3 separate regions of the Zea mays genome follow, and all the other regions are linked to region 2. The links are chromatin contacts, called in public Hi-C maps. All regions are on one chromosome and are shown on one strand. The core of a region is the stretch at or near the end of the contact, and the rest is flanking DNA. Distances in the headings are between cores, read along the strand shown. Region 1 holds the start of LOC100383082 (putative cytochrome P450 superfamily protein). Region 2 holds the start of LOC100501678 (phospholipase D family protein). Region 3 holds the start of LOC107197951 (Subtilisin-like protease).

Region 1 (4,204 bases), core at 1,360-3,859, 240 kb before region 2:
CTCGATTCGTTGTGCTTTCACTTTGTTTCTCCAAAAGTTGATGTTAATGTGGTCTAATGTGTTAGATTTGATCCGTCCATAAATAATTTTCTATAATTTTTCCTTTATACCACCTGCTTGAACATTTGGGAGTGCTAAAATACTTATGGTAGAGTTAAATATGTGGATTTTATGGTAGTTGCAAAGGAGTTCAGATCTATGTGTTTTTTCTGCTTTTTTCCATCTCATTTCATTTTGAAACAAGAATCAGTCTGCTAAAAATATAGTTGCGTAAACATTCTTAACCTTTAAAAGATGCTAACAAGAGCATAAAATGATAATTAATGATTTTGCGTCTTAATATATCTTATCATAACATGTTTACTCCGTAGCAACGCACGGGCATACACCTAGTGATTAATTAATTGATCATCTATGATCTATCTCTATTCATGCTCTGCAGTCTGCAGGCGCATGCGGGCGACCCCGGCCCGGCAGGCGAGCGGCGGCGACCACGGGGGCTTTAGACCGGGATTGAAAATGCACCGTATTATTACTGTTGGTTACTCTAGTATTTATTCCAATCCATATATAGTGAGGTAAATGATAGAGTATCCAAATAATGTTTTAATAATCTTGACTAAAATATCCTTAAATATCATCAATATTTTTTTTGCATGGTCCACGTCTGATATATTTTCTGAACAGAGGAACTGGTGGTCCTTGCAACTTGCAAGCACGGTAAGGAACCTCTTTAATTTGAATATAGTTCCTAGCTCACTAATTTTGGTTATGGTCCACGACTTAAGTTAACCGCGATCGGTTCCTCCTACTTTTTAACCATTCTTGTCAACTGACGAAGGGTACTATTCTAGTATTCTTGTTTCACGCACACCGACCGATAAGCGATGACCCAAGTCGGTCGCCGTCATCCTACCTTGTGGCGTTCTTGACAAGATCAATATTTTCACCTTGAATGTAACTTCACTCGGCCGGCGATATATGTGGCTACTACTACTACGTGCCAAATCATCTAACAATGTACCGGGGACAAGTTCAAAGTGTTAGGATAAAGTTCCTCGTCACGTATCCTCCACGTACTACTGGATCTGGTTCAAACGCCTAAAAACATTCAATCTCTAAATTTGGACACCTGTGCAACTCATGCTCCTATCTTCGCCAGGCCCCCTACCTTGTAAATAAGGGTACTATTAATAGTATAAACTAGTTACTATCCCAAAAACAGTTTCTTTATTAACTTCTATCATATACTCAATCGGTCCCAAACTAGAATCCGTTTGATTTTTTGTGCCACGTTTGACCACTCGTCCTATTAAAAAAATTATAAAAAAAAATCCAAAACCACTTAAACTATATTATATGCTAAATAATATTAAAAAGTAATAATAATATTTTTTTTGAATAAGACGAGTCAACCAAACTTAAAGTAAAAAATCGAAAGAATTATAAATTGAAACGGAGGTAGTAACTTATAATATAAATAATCTTATATGATATTTTAATATAATCTTAAAAATGACCAGTTTCATGAAAATAGTATTCCTCTTTCTTATTGAAATATAAAATAATATACTTAGAGTTCGCGTATTATAGCTCATCGTTGAAGCTGCCCTAAAGATATTTGATCTGGCAACCTTATAATAAACCCAAATATTTTTTTCAACCCTGCCAGGCTGTCGGCACGCGTTTCGCCTAAACATTGTCGGCTGAAAAGTAAGGGTGGTCAAAGGTGCGTGCTCAATGTGAGCATAACAAAAGTTTGTAGACACCAATAAATATTAGTTCTTCCCTAATACAAAAACTTAGGACGAGTAGAGATTAGAATTATAATCGAAGCGTGCGAACCTAGAATTTTTAAATTTAACCCGTCTATTTTTATATTTACGGAAAAATATGAAAATATGACGGAAGTGAGAGAGGGTTTATTCCCTCCGTTTTTGCGGGATCCTGTTTTTATCCGGATTGAATGTGTATTTGATAAATATAGGACAAGACTAATATGCATTAATATATAAACTAAAGCCTCGTGTCTTTAGGTGATAAATTATAGCAAAAGTGGTCATTGTAACCATCGGTTCTTTCCAATGTAAAGTGGTGTAAAGTTTTAAACAACATCGGATATAGTTAAATGTACATCATTAGCAATCAAACAATAATAAAATGTTGCCTCTCTGTATCTATTTGTTTTATGTTATTGTCCAACCAATCAATCACTAGTTAACCATCAATATCATTTATGTTTGTATTAAATTACGAGTTTCCGTTAGTATCCATTTTCATTTGTTTTCGCAATTCCGTTTATCCTAATTCTGTTTTCGTTCTCGACTATTTCGGACTGATGATAAAATGCGGATATAGATCCGTTTTCATCGCAATCGCTGTGGCTGCCAAGACTTCAAATGTCATGCTCACGTAACATATATAGTAGCGTGGAAAAATAAATAATGTTGGGGGTTGCTATGGGATGACTTCAAAATATGCTTTCTTTTGGAGGTTGTGGGGTGGAGCTAACGACACGATGACGAATTGAGAACGAGTGAGAGAGGCGATCACTTCTATATATATACAACAACCATCTCATAAGAGCCGGAGCCACAGCCAAATGATACTCTTTGGTTAGCCAGCCGAAATTCTCTAGCCTGGCAGCAGCCATGGGAGAAGCACAAGACTACTACGACACCTCCACGGCTCTGGCCGCCGCCGCCGCCGCCGCCGCCGGCCTCGCGCTGCTCGCGGTCTGCTCGTACTACCTGCTCGTCGGGCGGCGCCGCGGCGGCGGCGGCGGCAAGGCGCCGAAGCGGTACGCGCCGGTGGTGGGGACGGTGTTCCACCAGCTGTACCACGTCCGGCGGCTGCACGACTACCACACGGACCTGTTCCGGGAGCGCAAGACCTTCCAGCTGCTGGTGCCGGCCGGCCGGCGGCAGATATACACGTGCGACCCCGCCGTGGTCGAGCACATCCTCAGGACCAACTTCGCCAACTACGGCAAGGTACGTGAGAGACACCCGCTCCTCCGGCGCTCCCTCTGCCGTTGTTAGGCTTTCCTCCGACGTCGCAACTTGTGGAGGCTGAACGGCATCACAAGATTGGGTTTGTGGTGCGCTCTAGTCCTCCGCCATACGCGCGCCATCACAAAACTTTGTAGCCCGGCCGAACCGATCTCGATCGATGCTCGATAAGCTAGCGTGTGTTTTGGTTTTAGGATTTTGTGGGATGGGTCACAGTGTCACACATCACAGCACATCCATCCTGATAGTGATTGGATGGAGTACGTGAATCCGTTTTCCGTTTCGTTACATGAGTTGGGTCGTCCATCCCCCTATTTCTTTTTTGGGGTAGGATAAAATGTCTTGCAGTAGCATCCTCCAATTTTCATTTTCTATCTTGCGTTCTCTTCTGCGGGCTGAGCCAAATCGCGCGCGCCGAATTCCGTCCGCGGGGAGCGCAACCTCCGGCGAGCTTCGCCCTGCGACTCTGGCGAGCAGCTGAGCTTTGCCGCCGTGACCCTGATCTCCGCGCCGTGAAGTGGGTCACGTCTTCCCCTCCCCTCCGTACCGTTCCAACCTCCGTCTACACAATACTCAGCTGATGTCGCGGTGGATGTGGATCTAACTGACTTGAATCTCCAACCAAACACTGCCAAATCTGGGTCCAATCTATCCCAACCCACAGATAAAGCCTCAACCCAAACGAATTTAGGTAATTTCAATCAAATTGCGTGAATCTAGAGCATCTATATTTTGAAACTTAAATCCAATCCCGAAACCCTAAACATAATATAAGAGCTAGTTTTAAAACTTAAATCCAATCCCGAAGATTGTGAAGAAAATGGGTTAATTTTTCACTCAGTCTCCGGAAATCTAGTGGATTTAAGTTCCTAAACTAACCTTAAAAAAGAAAAGACACGGGGTGGAAACCGCCATGCTGGTCACCTGTCTGATTTTTGGAAGATGAGGAAGGAGTTCCATCCAATTTTGTTGGTGAGGAAGAAAAAATTAACTTGTGCGAGAGTTTGGTCAAAATTGACATTTTCCAGTTTGTTTTATGTGGTCCACTGGTAACCAGCCCCTGAAACCCGATCAACGCAAAATGATTGAAGAGACCACTTTTTGGTTTGACAATGAATGGGCCTCCATTAAAGCATGTGTTTTTCTATGGACCTTTAATGGGCCCTCCGATTCTAGAGCAAGCTAACGAGTCT
Region 2 (4,175 bases), core at 126-2,625:
AAACGGCCTTTATATTGGTGCTTTATTGAATAATCTCCATATCGAAAAGCCGGTGACTTACATCAGGTTTAGTTCATATGCTTTTGGTTTGTCAACCTTCACCAAAAGGCAGGGGGGCATATGTTCGAACCCAAAATGACCGTGCGGACGGTCCGGCCCGGAGGCCGGACGGTCCGCGGTCCGGACCGTCCGCGGTGGTGGCGCGGACGGTCCGCGCGTGCGCAGAGTCAGTTAGGGTTCCTAGTTTCTCGCGGGATTTGTTACCTAAAATCGCGGGATTAACTCGGAAATCAGTTGGAAGCGGATCCAGACCTCCCCTTTATATAGATGAAGGGCTACGGCCGATTGAACCCCCCAACAATCGAACAAATCAAGTCTATTACTCGTTTTTACCTTATGCATTAGGAGTAGTTCTAGTCTAGTTCTAGTTTAGCCCTAGTTTAGTATTCCAATCCCCAAATTCTCCGCCTCTCCTCGACTCTACGTCGATTAGAGGAGTCTAGGTCGGCCTGCCCGAGCCTAGACAACTCCTATGATCTCTCCTCCCCGACGGGGTCCCTCCCGGGAGCGAGATCCAGGCGCTGCCGGCGATCTACCGCCGCCCCTGCGCACGCGCGGACCGTCCGGCCCTAGGGCGCGGACCGTCCGGCCGTCAGGCAGGGAACTCGAGCTCCTGCACCAGGTCGCGGACCGTCCGGCCCTGTGCCGCGGACCGTCCGCGTCTGACCAGAGAGCGCCGCCGCCTCGCACCAGGCCGCGGACCGTCCGGCCCCTGCGCGCGGACCGTCCGCCCCTGTGCAGAGGGCACCGTTGCCGGTTCTTCTTGAGTGATTGGCGCTCCGAAAAAGCGTCAACACGTATAAAATTTAAACCCTATTACCACGTCTACCTACCTGCCACGTTCATGCCAAAATTGCCGGTAGCGTATGCCGTATAGTAGTATAGTACACATCAATCTACGCGGTGAACGGATCGAGCTATTCGTGGCTTCGTGCCGTGTCCGTGTGGGTGTGCTTCTCCATCTCGCAGGAATCGTTGTCCCGCAAGCAGGTTCCTGGTAGATCCGAGATTCAGAAAAATAAAATCCCGTATAGGATACCCGATACTGTATAGAAAAATAAAAGGCCTTCAGTTCGCGATACGGATAGATAAAGATTCTGCCTTTTCATCATAAAGAAAATCTAGAGTATCTGTATATCTCGGTCATGTGTCATCTTCAGCGTGTCTGCCTGTGCCTGGTACCTTCCACGCGTGCGTTTCATTGTTTCAACCTGTCAGAAAGAAGACTTACACGCGGGCCCCACGACGTCCAGGTGCCTTCCACGTTAAGATCGAGGCGGTGATCCGACGAGGTGGTCAGCGTCCAAATCCACACGGCCGCAGGGCTGGCGGGTAGAAGTAGAATCGATGGCCAGGTCCCGCCAACCACCGTCCTGCTTCTTCCGATCCCATTCGATTCCAGAGTTCAACATCCATCCTTTTCATTCGTACGCCGTCGTGGTCGTGGTCGCCACCCACGACTCTTCCACCTCCGGCCTCTCTGCCCAATTCAATCTCGGGCTCCGACCACAGGGAAAGATCAATCGAAAGCGGAGCCGTGTTGAGAGCAACCGAGGAACCAGGCGCCCGGGCGGTGATGGAGAACGGCAACAACGGCGGCAATCCGCCGCACTACCCGCCGTACCAATACCCGTATCCGCAGGCGCAGGCGCAACTGTATCCTTACGGGTACCAGTACCCGCCTGCGCCGCCGTCGCCGTCGCCGTCTGCCGCGCCGGCGGGGCCATACCTCTCTCCGTCTCCATCCTTCCCGAGCTATGCCCCCGCCCCGCATCCGCCGCAGCAGTTTCACTCCGGCCCGCTCCAGGCGTACCCGCCCCCGCCGCAGTACCACGCCTACCCGCCGCCGCCGCATCCATCGCCTTACGGCCACGGGTACGACCCCTACCCATCCCCGTATTTCTCCTACCCGAGCACCAACCCTAGCCCCAGCCCCAGCCCGGGGCTCTCGCCCAGCTCCAGCTTCCACCACCAGCACGCCTCCGCGCCCGAACCCCCGTCGCCCGCGCCCTCCGCACCCTCCGCGCCGTCCTATCCCATCGAGGATGTCCTTGCCAGCATGCGCCTCTCCGGCCGTCACGATTACGCGTCGTCGCCCTCAGTGACCCCGCCCTCGACCCCCTTCTTGGGCGATGGGAGCAGCCACGGCGGCGGGATGCAGCTGGTGCCCTATGGCACGGCCGCCGGAGGGTCGCAGCACGGAGGCGGGATGCAGGTGGTGCCCTATGGTGCGGCCGCGGGAGGGTCGCAGCACGGCGGCAGCTTCAGGGCATCGCTTAAGGTGGTGCTGCTCCACGGCAGCCTCGACATCTGGGTGCACGACGCGCGACACTTGCCTAACAAGGATATGTTCTCCAAGAGGGTCGGCGAGCTCCTTGGCCCACGCATCACCAGCGCTGTTGGCAGCAAGATGTCCAGCGCGTCCATGACCAGCGACCCCTATGTCACCGTACAGGTCTCCTATGCCACCGTCGCGCGGACCTATGTCATCCCCAACTGTGAGAATCCAGTCTGGTCGCAGAACTTCATGGTGCCCGTCGGGCATGAGGCTGCCGAAGTCCAGTTTGTTGTCAAGGACAGTGATGTCTTCGGTGCTCAAATCATCGGTGTTGTGTCCATTCCCGCCGAGAAGCTTCTGACAGGGGACAGGATTCAGGGTGTCTTCCCCGTCCTTGAGCCCAATGGCAAGCCTTGTGCTCCTGGAGCTGTACTGCATTTGTCAATACAGTTGATCCCCGTTGCTCAGCTCACAATGTACCACCATGGCGTCATTGCTGGTCCAGACAGTCATGGAGTGCCTCATACTTACTTCCCACTTAGGCGTGGCATGAGAGTGACCCTGTATCAAGACGCCCATGTGCCTGATGGTTGTCTCCCAGACATATGGCTTAGCAATGGGCTGCGCTACCAGCACGGGCAGTGTTGGCGTGACATCTATGATGCCATATGCCAGGCAAGGAAGTTAATTTACATTGTGGGGTGGTCTGTTTTCCACACAATCCACCTCGTGAGAGATGGCACTCAAGCTCCATCACTTGGGGACCTGTTGAAGATGAAGTCACAGGAAGGGGTGCGTGTGTTGCTGCTTGTTTGGGATGATCCTACATCGAGGAGCATTCTTGGATATAAGATGGTATGTAATCTATCAAGTTGAAAATATGCTGTTTTAAGGTTTTCACGCTCCAAGAGACATAATTTTGTGTCTCCAAACTTTAATGCTATCAATGTTATAATATTTATTAGGTTCTTTTTCAAATTAGCTCCATGGTAGCACCAATGATATTTCTCTGTTATTGGAATTGGTACACCGTACACCAATTTTATGATTAAACTTTATGACATTGGGCAAACTATGATGTAACCTTTGTATTTGTTTCTCTGGTGTTCAAGTGAATGATGTGCAGAAATACTAGCTGTCATTCATACTGTATAGTATTAAGTGGATATTCATCAATGTAGTGTTGAGCTTCCCTATGATATACTCTATCCATTATAGTTCACTTTAGCTTTGCCCTAAGTCAAATGTCTATAACTTTAACTAAGTTTATAGAAAATGCGCTAACATCTATAACATCATAATAGTTTTGCTAAATTCTCCATGGGTAGTTTGGTAGAAGGGCATGCCTCATGCAGCGGTGAGAGCTGTCTCACTAAGTCACCAGTTCACGGGTTCGAAGAAGCCTCTCCGCATTTGTGTGTGGGTGGGTGGGTGGGGGGGGCACAATTTATCCCTTCCCCAGACCCCACTCATGTGGGAGCCTGTGCTGTTGGGTCTGCCCTCCTCCGTGGTTAGTTTGGTAGCTTATTAGGTAGGCATTTGGTAACATGCTTTTCAAATATTTCATGATGTTTAAGAATTGAGTGCATCAAGTTTATCAAAGTGTCACTTGTAGGATGGTTTCATGGGCACAAGAGATGAGGAGACACGCAGATTTTTCAAGCATTCTTCAGTCCAAGTGTTGCTCTGCCCACGATCTGCTGGGAAACGCCACAGCTGGGTGAAACAGCAGGTTATCTTTATTCTTAAATGTCAAATGTGACAATGATGTTGTACAAAATTTACCATTCATGATGGTTCATATTTGTTTTTGAATCACAAAGTATTACATAAATCT
Region 3 (3,902 bases), core at 719-3,218, 140 kb before region 2:
ATTGGAGAGTGTATAAATCCCTAATAGATCAAAAACTCCTATAATACATCTCAATCCAATTCAATCCCTTTTATTACTAGATTATCCAAACTAGCCCTTGTAGGTGGAGGGAGTCGTTCCAGCATTTCCTTCCCGCATTTCCTTCCCGGCTTCCCACGGTGCCCATGCCACGCTCAAACATTCTACCTGGAGAAGATATTTTGTATCCATTGAGCAAAGATGGGTTGTAATTGTATGGCGGTATCCGAAAACATATCTTGGGGACGGCCTAAAGCACTCATGGTATCATTATGAATGTACAAGCCAAAACTGTGAAAACCCAGAAATATACATACCCAGTTAAGGTGGGATATGATTGCATCGCGGTGTCTAATCGCGATCTAATAGATCGTTGTATCGAGTAGTTGGATCATAGTCTCTTACCATAAAAATGGCTGCATGTGCAGCAGCACCAACTATTAGAAATCCGCCAATCCACATGTGGTGTGTGAACAAGGAAAGTTGTGTACCGTAGTCAGTAGCTAGGTATGGATAGGGGGCATAGAGTACATATGATGAGCTACAACAATAGTTGTAGAGCCTAGCATAGCTAGGTTAAGAGATTGTCTAGTGGCTCTGGCGACGGCGTCCTTCCAGCCAGGCAGACAGCGTTGCACGTCCTGCCAGGTGCGGAGCGCATCATGCGCGTGGCCATGCCCGTGGCCCTAGTCCGTGCCACCCGACTAAGGCCTTGTTCGATTACATGGGATATAATCCCACCATGGATTTAATCCAGGTATGTATTGGGTGAATCCATATCTCACACCCAATCCCATGGTGAGATTAAATCCATCAACAAATCCATGTGTCTTTCAAAGCTAGTTATTCTTTTGATCCATGGATTCTAATGTAAACTTGTGCAATATTTCATGGATTTGTTCCATACCTAATGAGCTATGGATAGAATCCATGTCTTCCATAGTTTAAAAAATTCCCAAACCCTTGGGTTATATTCCATGATGGGTTTAACCGAATAAAAAATTTTAAGTAGTCATGGATTATTTTGGGGCATGGATTGAGGCATGGATTTAATTCCAATCCATGCTAATCCAGAGCTGGATTGGTGTAAACGAACAAAGCCTAAGGGGGTGTTTGGTTACACCCCGCTAAAATTTAGCCTCTGTCCCATCGAATGTTTGAACCTCCGTTCCGGGTATTAAATGTAGTCGGATTATAAAACTAATTTGTCAGCCGAAGATTAAAAGACGAGACGAATCTAGTCCAGTTGATTGGGTCTATATTTCATACTCCTATTTAAAAGTCAAACGCTTGATGTGACCCGGGCTAAACTTTAGCAGGAGCAACCAAACACCCCCTAACCGGCGTTGGCCCTAGGCCGCTAGTCAAAACAACCCGCCGCTAGTCAAAACAACCCTGGCTCTACGCGATGACACCTCCGTCTCCAACTGACCTCTCGGCTCGGCTCTCGCCCGCCGTCGTGCTGGAAGGTAAAATCGCCTCACCGCCGCCGGGTTTCACCGGCAGATTGGGGGGCGGGGCCCCTACTAGACAGACTTTTGTAGGGTAGTACTGGTGCGCTCTGCTGAAAGAAAGACAAGTTCCAAAACGTGGGGGCACCGGATTTTTATTCCGCTTCCGCCGGACCCGATCCAGCCAGCAGCCATCACGAGCCCGGAGAGACCTGGCACAGACACGCACAGCCGTGACACGAACCGCAGGCGCATCCGCAAGGTGCAATCCCAATCCATGGCGAGGGTCCGGAGGAACGCCGGACGGACACCGGGTACGCCCGCCCCCACGCCGATGCGTTTTTGGTTTTTCCCATCATTTAAAAGTTAAAACCAGGGCCCTCTACCCTCCAGCTCACTGCCAGTGCCACTGTGCGCCCGTCGCTCCACTCCCACACACACACACACACACCTCGCAGCAGCCTCATAAAAACTCCCGCAGATCGCCTCGTCGCCGCCACCCACGGCCACGCCCCACCCTCACTCCCCTTCTGCCCTTCGCCCGCATACACATTGCCCCGCAAGCTACCGGCGACCGCCTAGCATCTGTGGCGCCGCGCCGCCTCCGCTGATGGGGATGAACAAGTCACGGTGGTGTCGCGCCACCCTGCTGCTGCTCCTGTCCCTTGCTCTCCGCGGCGCGGCGTTCCTGCAGGAGAGGAAGAACTACATCGTGCACCTCCGGCCCCGGGAAGCCACCGACGGCTCCGTCGACGGGTGGCACCGCTCGTTCCTGCAGCAGGCGGCGGCAGGGCTGGACTCCACGGCCGACGAAGGCCCGCAGATCATATACTCCTATAGCGACGTCTTCACCGGCTTCGCCGCGCGGCTCACGGACGAGGAGGCAGAGGCGCTGAGGGCCACGGACGGGTGCGTGCGGCTGTACCCGGAGGTGTTCCTGCCGCTCGCCACCACCCGCTCGCCGGGCTTCCTCGGCCTCCACCTGGGGAACGAGGGCTTCTGGAGCCGCTCCGGATTCGGGCGCGGGGTGGTGATTGGGATCCTGGACACGGGGATCCTGCCCAGCCACCCGTCCTTCGGCGACGACGGGCTCCAGCCGCCGCCCAAGGGGTGGAAGGGGACCTGCGAGTTCAAGAGCATCGCCGGGGGCGGATGCAACAACAAGATCATCGGGGCGCGCGCGTTCGGGAGCGCGGCGGTGAACTCGACGGCGCCGCCCGTCGACGACGCGGGCCACGGCACGCACACGGCCAGCACGGCCGCCGGCAACTTCGTGGAGAACGCCAACATCAGGGGCAACGCGGACGGCACGGCGTCCGGGATGGCGCCGCACGCGCACCTCTCCATCTACAAGGTGTGCACGCGCAGCCGCTGCTCCATCATGGACATCATCGCCGGGCTGGACGCCGCCGTCAAGGACGGCGTCGACGTGCTGTCCTTCTCCATCGGCGCCTACTCGGGCACGCAGTTCAACTACGACCCCATCGCCATCGCGGCGTTCAAGGCCACGGAGCGAGGCATCTTCGTCAGCTGCGCCGCGGGCAACGCGGGGCCAGAGCCCGGCACGGTCGGCAACGGCGCGCCGTGGATGCTCACCGTCGCGGCGGGCACCATGGACCGCGCGATACGGACCAATGTCAAGCTCGGCAACGGCGAGGAGTTCCACGGCGAGTCCCTGTTCCAGCCGAGGAACAACTCCGCCGCGGACCCGGTCCCGCTGGTGTACCCCGGCGCGGACGGCTTCGACGCGAGCCGCGACTGCAGCGTGCTGCGCGGCGCCGAGGTGGCTGGCAAGGTGGTGCTGTGCGAGAGCAGGGGCCTGAGCGACCGCGTCGAGGCGGGCCAGACCGTGGCGGCGTACGGCGGCGTGGGCATGATCGTCATGAACAAGGAGGCGGAGGGGTACACCACCTTCGCCGACGCGCACGTCCTCCCGGCTTCGCACGTCAGCTACGAGTCCGGGTCCAAGATCCTGGCCTACTTGAACTCCACGGCCAACGGGACGGCGAGCATCGACTTCAAGGGGACGATTATCGGCTCGTACCCGTCGCCGGCGGTCACCTTCTTCTCGTCCCGCGGGCCGAGCAAGGCGAGCCCGGGGATCCTGAAGCCGGACATCACGGGGCCCGGAATGAACATCCTCGCGGCGTGGGCGCCGAGCGACTCGCACACGGAGTTCTCCGACGGCGGGGCCGACCTGTCCTTCTTCGTCGAGTCCGGGACGTCCATGTCGACGCCGCACCTGAGCGGCGTCGCCGCGCTCCTCAAGAGCCTGCACCCGGACTGGTCGCCCGCGGCGATCAAGTCGGCGATGATGACGACGTCCGACGCGGTGGACCGCACGGGGCTGCCCATCAAGGACGAGCAGTACCGGCACGCCACCTTCTACGCCCTGGGCGCGGGCTACGTGAACCCGGCGCTCGCATTCGACCC

The links. Hi-C and Micro-C count contacts between places; a contact is called where the count stands out from the background.
Region 1: a Hi-C map of ear shows a contact between it and region 2, with 5 times the contacts expected there. The contact joins the promoter of LOC100383082 here to the promoter of LOC100501678 in region 2. A contact is called at or near these places in 10 of 25 Hi-C or Micro-C datasets (bundle sheath, ear, endosperm and 5 more).
Region 3: a contact with region 2 is called in a Hi-C map of endosperm, with 3 times the contacts expected there. The contact joins the promoter of LOC107197951 here to the promoter of LOC100501678 in region 2. A contact is called at or near these places in 5 of 25 Hi-C or Micro-C datasets (ear, endosperm, root tip and 1 more).

Annotation. Positions count from the first base shown.
Region 1 is chr1:82,007,228-82,011,431 of Zm-B73-REFERENCE-NAM-5.0, reverse strand. LOC100383082 (putative cytochrome P450 superfamily protein) reads left to right here and starts at 2,609. Exons shown (of 5, transcript NM_001175753.1): 1 at 2,609-2,993. The coding sequence starts at 2,652.
Region 2 is chr1:81,762,167-81,766,341 of Zm-B73-REFERENCE-NAM-5.0, reverse strand. It overlaps LOC100501678 (phospholipase D family protein), which reads left to right and starts at 1,375. Exons shown (of 10, transcript NM_001323283.1): 1 at 1,375-3,193; 2 at 3,954-4,070. The coding sequence starts at 1,637.
Region 3 is chr1:81,900,583-81,904,484 of Zm-B73-REFERENCE-NAM-5.0, reverse strand. LOC107197951 (Subtilisin-like protease) reads left to right here and starts at 1,968. Exons shown (of 1, transcript NM_001320190.1): 1 at 1,968-3,902. The coding sequence starts at 2,080.